Regions from separate parts of the Mus musculus genome. Here region 1 is linked to region 2. Evidence: chromatin contacts called from public Hi-C data. All regions are on one chromosome and are shown on one strand. The core of a region is the stretch at or near the end of the contact, and the rest is flanking DNA. Distances in the headings are between cores, read along the strand shown.

Region 1 (2,700 bases), core at 56-2,555, 190 kb before region 2:
CTGGGGTTTCTGAGAATAGCTACATTGTACTTACATATAAATAAATAAATCTTTAAAAAAAAAAAAAAGTAGGACTACAGTCAACTCGGTCTGGAGATGGATAGGGCTGGAGAGAGCCTGCGGGATGGACACTTGCTGCTCCCATAGAAGACGAGTCATCACCTCCCAACATCCACACTGACTCCAGCTCCAGGGCAGTCTGAAGCCACTCTGAGGTCCTCGCTTGTGTTTAAGTTTTATTCAAAACAACAACAAATCTAAATATAAAAACAATGAAAAAGAGCACATGTCTGCAATCCCGGCACCTGGAAGGTAGAGGCAGGAGGATAAGGAGTTCAGGGTCAACCTCAGCTCCACGTGAGACTTGAGAGCCTGGGACATAAGACCTGTCTCAAGGGGACAAACAAAAGAGAAAGAAAAAAGAGGAGCAAAGAAGGTATAGGTCAGAAAGGGACAATGGTTCCAGAGCAGGCAGAGGACTGAGCTCAGCTTTAAGGTACAGTGAGGGTCTACACTAGTGGTCCTCACCCTTCCTAACGCTGCGACCCTTTAATATACTTTCTCAGGTTGTGGTGACTCCCAACCATAAAATTATTTCATTGCTACTTCATAACTGTAATTTTGCCAGTTATGAATCATAGTGTAAATATCTGATATATAGGATATCTGATATGCAACCTCCAGATCACACAGGTTGAGAACCAATGGGACAGAAGCTGGATTCTTCATGGAACAGTTGCTTGGCAAAGTAAGGAAATGCAGGTCACCTTTCTAGCCCAGAAGAGGAACTCTGATCTCAGCATTTAAAACCCATTTTGTGGAAGTCACTTAGGTACATCAGATAGATACTGAGTTTATGATCAAATTAACACGCTGAAGACAGCAAAGTAAAATGACCAGAATGTTCCAAGTATATGGAACACCAAGAAGGGAAATCAAAGGGAGTTAGGCATATGCAGCTATTTCAGCTTAGCGACGTTTGTGTAGCTTATTCCTGTTACTTCCAGGGAGAAATCACCAGAGAAAATGTGGTGAACTCAACAGAAGGGGCCCCGTTAACACAGCGGATGCTCTCATAGCCAAGTGCAGGCTAAGGGAAAGCGGGGCTGCCCTGTTGCCACTGCTAGCTATTCAGACTCGATACAGGTGAATCGGAAGCTCCCTCCAGCCTATCAATCAGCCATCATGTCCTCTCACTCACCTTCCAGGTTTGAGGTTTCAGAAAGCAAAGCTTAGCTTTCACAAACAAGGGAACCATTAGATCCCTTAAGCTCTGCAAGGCTGGGTGGCTGCCAAACTATTTCTCAAACAAGAAGCAAACATGGTAAAAATGAGCCCAAATCAATGTGTGCTTCCACGGTTAAGAATCATTATTCTACACTTGGAATGTTTGCCACTTTGGATCCCTGTTTTGTTTTTCAAAATGAAGCTGGATTCTTTCAGATGCCCAAGGCTCCTCATCCCCCACCCTCCTGCAGCAGCAGGGCTGGCATGAGAAGAGCTACAGAAAAGGAACTCATCTTTCTTTTAGAAAAGCAGGAGAGGACTCTGCTGTGTACTCTAAACATTCCAGAGGGAATGAGAGGTTATGCCAGAAAGGACAGTGGAGTCAGGGCTGGAGCAGTGGGAGGTGGAGCAAGAAGGGGGGATGGGGGTGGGTGGGTGGGGGAAGCAGCAACCAGAGGAGGCAGGAGAAGGTGAGGGAACCATGGCCTACAGATGAGGAGAGACACTCAGGAGAGATGCAGTTCAGGCTGCAGGAATGGATACATGCAGTCATTACTATACTTGCACAGGCATGATGCCCTGTGACAGGCCAAGGGAGAGGGACATTTCAGACAGTCTAGTTACACAGCCGCTCCGTCCTTTTTGCTCCTTAAAGATTTTATTTTATATATATATATATGTGTGTGTGTGTGTATGTGTGTGTGTGTGTGTGTGTGTGTGTGTACTTATTTTATGTATATGAGTACACTGTAGCTGTTTTCAGACACAACAGAAGAGGACATCGGATCCCATTACAGATGGTTGTGAGCCACCATGTGGTTGCTGGGATTTGAACTCAGGACCTCTGGAAGAGCAGTCAGTGCTCTTAACCACTGAGCCATCTCTCCAGCCCAAAGGCTTTTGCAGAACTGAAAATCGTACCAACTGGAATTCTAGCTCCTTCCTATAAAAACAGGCTTATGGTGAAAGTGTGTCAGCATGGCCTCTCAAAACAGCTCAGGTTTTGGGGTTTTTGCTTTAGCCATCCATCACCTGAACATGTAATTCCCGTGGCTCTGCCTTCCTTACACAAGAACCTGACCCTAATGCCCACTAACCAGAAAAATGTATTTGTGGAGCAAATGACAACATTTCAACCACAGTTCCCCACTTGGAGACAATTGTCCTACCCCTGGGGGCCACCTCCTCCCCCTCCTCCCTTCTGCTCTCTCTTCACTATGCCTCAGCCACTACCCTCTCTATTTAATTCTTGCACATAGCATTCACAGTTTCCACCTAAGTGCCTAGACTTCTTTTCTCCCCTTCTTACTCCCCAAGGTCTTCCTGTCCTTGATTCTTTAAGGCAGAGCCCATCTGCCCAGCTGCTCCTACCTTATACCACCCTTGTCTTCTGGGCACTTCCCACCACTAGCACATACTGAGCTAAGAGGGTTTCCCTCTTAGGACTCTAAGAAATATCATGCTCTTAACAGT
Region 2 (2,700 bases), core at 11-2,510:
CACATACATGTAATTGCAGGTATACAGGAGGCTAAGGAAAAAAGAATTCTAAGTCCAAGACCTGCCTATGCCAATATATGAGACCATTAGTTTAACCCCTAAAGGTAAATAAATTAAAGAGGAAGTGATTGGTTTAATACCTTTGAAATACTGCTGAATGTAGTGCACATAATACCTAAGGAACTCTGGAACATTTGGCACTGGAAGACATCAATCCATTGGGCATTTACAATTTCCACTCAGTTGTTGAAAATGTCAGTTTCTAGCAGAGGGTATGCCTAGTTCCTACCTAAGAAAGGCTTGCAAACACCAGCTATTCCCTTCCTTTTGCATTTGTTCCACAAATGCCCAAAAAGCAAATTCAGTTCAACTGAGCGAGTCAATAAAAATCCCAGCTTTTATATGGCAGTGTGTTTATACCAGGCAAAGTCATTCTCTAAGGTCAAATCATTATGATGTATTATCTAACAAACTTTTTAAGACAAACCAGATCACTTCTTTCCAAAACTTACATTTCCAAAAACCTGGAAAACCATGTGGGAAGATCCCAAAGCAAATACCTGGATTGTTTTTCCAAATGAAAACTTAAGAGGCAAGAGGACGAATACGCTGAGCTGCACTGCCCTCTAGAGTCTCCTTCTGATACTGTTCTTAGCCTTGAAATAATTAAACACTAATTATAAAACTCTTCTAATTACACAAGTGCTCAGTATTCTAATATTGTAGGCTGACCTTTTTAGTGGATTAGTAGTAGTTGTTATTAAAGCCTATAATATTTCAATTACTATTATTAAAGGTCAAAAATACTTGCCAAAAGAGAAAGGACTGTACCCAAAACAGAATTTTCTAATTTGCATTTCTTTTAAAAAGTTTTAAAAGAATTCAAACTGAAGCTATCCATAAAACAAAGACCACTTGGAGCATATACTAATTAGCTCCCAGAGCCAGGAGCACAAGCTCAGCCAAAAGAGCCACCGCTCCCACCAGGGAACCAGCCCCCCTTCCTCCCTCTCCCCCTCCCCCTTCCCCAGCTCTCATCAGCCCAGGCAGCTCCTCACAGCTCCTGCCTCTCCTCCTGCCAGGCAACCAGGATTCCAAAGGGATCCTGAGGAGCTAATGAGAAGCCATGGCCACTAAGACCTGTGTCAAAGCACACACTCCAAGGCCCACTTTTCCTGAGCACGCAATAAGCAACACGGTAAGGACAGGAAGTAAACAAGCTGCAATTCCTGATACTGAAGAGCTAATCAAAAGTTATTCATTAATGTTATTCATTAATGTGCACCACTGGCAGTACTGGGTGGGTGGGGCCTTGCTTGTCACAGTGAGTGACCAGGGCTTGTTTTAATCTACATTTGTCGTCCTCCTAAAAAGAAAGAAAAAAAGATTTAAAGAGAACCATCACTGCTCCTGACAGTGTTATTGTTTCTGAACAGCTATCCTAATTCTTGCCAGTGCACAAAAGAAATCTTTCAGGTGAATATGGGGAAATCATTGAGGGGCCCAGACCTTTATATTCAATACTCCAAAAAAAAAAAATTGAAATAGGAAACCAAACTAATGCTTCATACCTAAATGTCCATTTTTACTTTTGAAAATCACCTAATAAAAGTAATCTTGAAAGTGGGTAATCTTTAATCCCAGTACTGAGGAGGAAGAGGCAGGTGGATCTCTGGGTTCTCAGTTTGAGGCCAACCTGGTCTACAAAGCAAGTTCCAAGACAGCTAAGGCTATACAGAGAAGCCCCATCTCAAAAGATTAACAAAACAAAAAACAAACAAAAAAAGTAATCTGAGGTTCCACTGCAATGCAGTAGATGAGCTGAGGGAGGGAGGGAGTGTGAAAGACAAAACGCCTGCGAGCGCTACAGGTCAGCAATGACGACGGCCTGGGTTTGTAAAGTAAAGCTGTACACATGAACCTATCTACACAAGCCTGCTTTCCCACAATGACAGAATTGAGACTGGATACTCCTATAGCCAGCACTGACACACCCGTCAGCCTTCTCCAGACGGACACTTAGAGGATGCTGTGTTTATGAGCTCCATCTCCACTACATCCTAATACTGGAGATGAAATGATGTGGACTCACAGGAAGACCTGACAGTGTAACAGACTCAATAGGACTCTTCACCTTAGGCTTTTCAAGAGATTCAATGACAAGTCCAGTGTTTTCTTTTTCTTCTTTAAAAATTATTACTGGGCTGAAGTGATGGGTCAGTAGTTAAAGAGCACTGACTATTTATTCTTCCTGGTCCTGAGTTCAATTCCCAGGAACCACATGGTGGCTCACAAACATCTGTAATGGGATCTGATGCCCTCTTCTGGTGTGTCTGAAGACAGCTACAGTGTGGTCATATAAATAAAACAAATCTTTTTGTTTGTTTGTTTGTTCTTCAAGACAGGGTTTCTCTGTGTAGCCCTGGCTGTCCTGGAACTCACTTTGTAGACCAGGGTGGCCTCGAACTCAGAGATCCGCCTGCCTCTGCCTCCCAAGTGCTGAGATTAAAGGCGTGTGCCACCACCGCCCGGCAAAACAAACAAATCTTTAAAAAATAAAATTTAAATTAAAAAAAATGGGAAAAAATATTATTTCAAATCTGATGCCCTCTTCTGGAGTGGCTGAAGATAGCAACAGTGTGCTCACATACATAAAATAAATAAATCTTAAGAAAGAAAGAAAGAAAGAAAGAAAGAAAG

What was found. A called contact is a pair of places that touch in the nucleus more often than the background predicts.
Region 1: a Hi-C map of liver shows a contact between it and region 2, with 2.9 times the contacts expected there. The contact joins two enhancer-like sites. A contact is called at or near these places in 3 of 15 datasets of contacts at CTCF or cohesin (the NIH/3T3 cell line, large pre-B cells and pro-B cells), 7 of 484 Hi-C or Micro-C datasets (the G1E-ER4 cell line, embryonic stem cells, granulocyte-monocyte progenitors and 3 more) and 9 of 115 datasets of contacts at active chromatin or transcription factors (the HPC-7 cell line, a beta-TC-6 cell line, bone marrow-derived macrophages and 2 more).

Annotation. Positions count from the first base shown.
Region 1 is chr4:150,535,921-150,538,620 of GRCm38.p6, reverse strand. The region is part of intron 11 of Rere (arginine glutamic acid dipeptide (RE) repeats); the gene reads right to left. Among named protein-coding and RNA genes, the nearest start is that of Gm52709, 70 kb to the right of the region's middle. Within about 2 kb of position 1,305, at least 12 of the 459 cell types and tissues checked have an H3K27ac peak or open chromatin away from gene starts, as enhancers often do. A contact at or near this core is called in liver, where this site is marked.
Region 2 is chr4:150,345,416-150,348,115 of GRCm38.p6, reverse strand. The region is part of intron 1 of Rere (arginine glutamic acid dipeptide (RE) repeats); the gene reads right to left. Among named protein-coding and RNA genes, the nearest start is that of Rere, 65 kb to the right of the region's middle. Within about 2 kb of position 1,260, at least 45 of the 459 cell types and tissues checked have an H3K27ac peak or open chromatin away from gene starts, as enhancers often do. A contact at or near this core is called in liver, where this site is marked.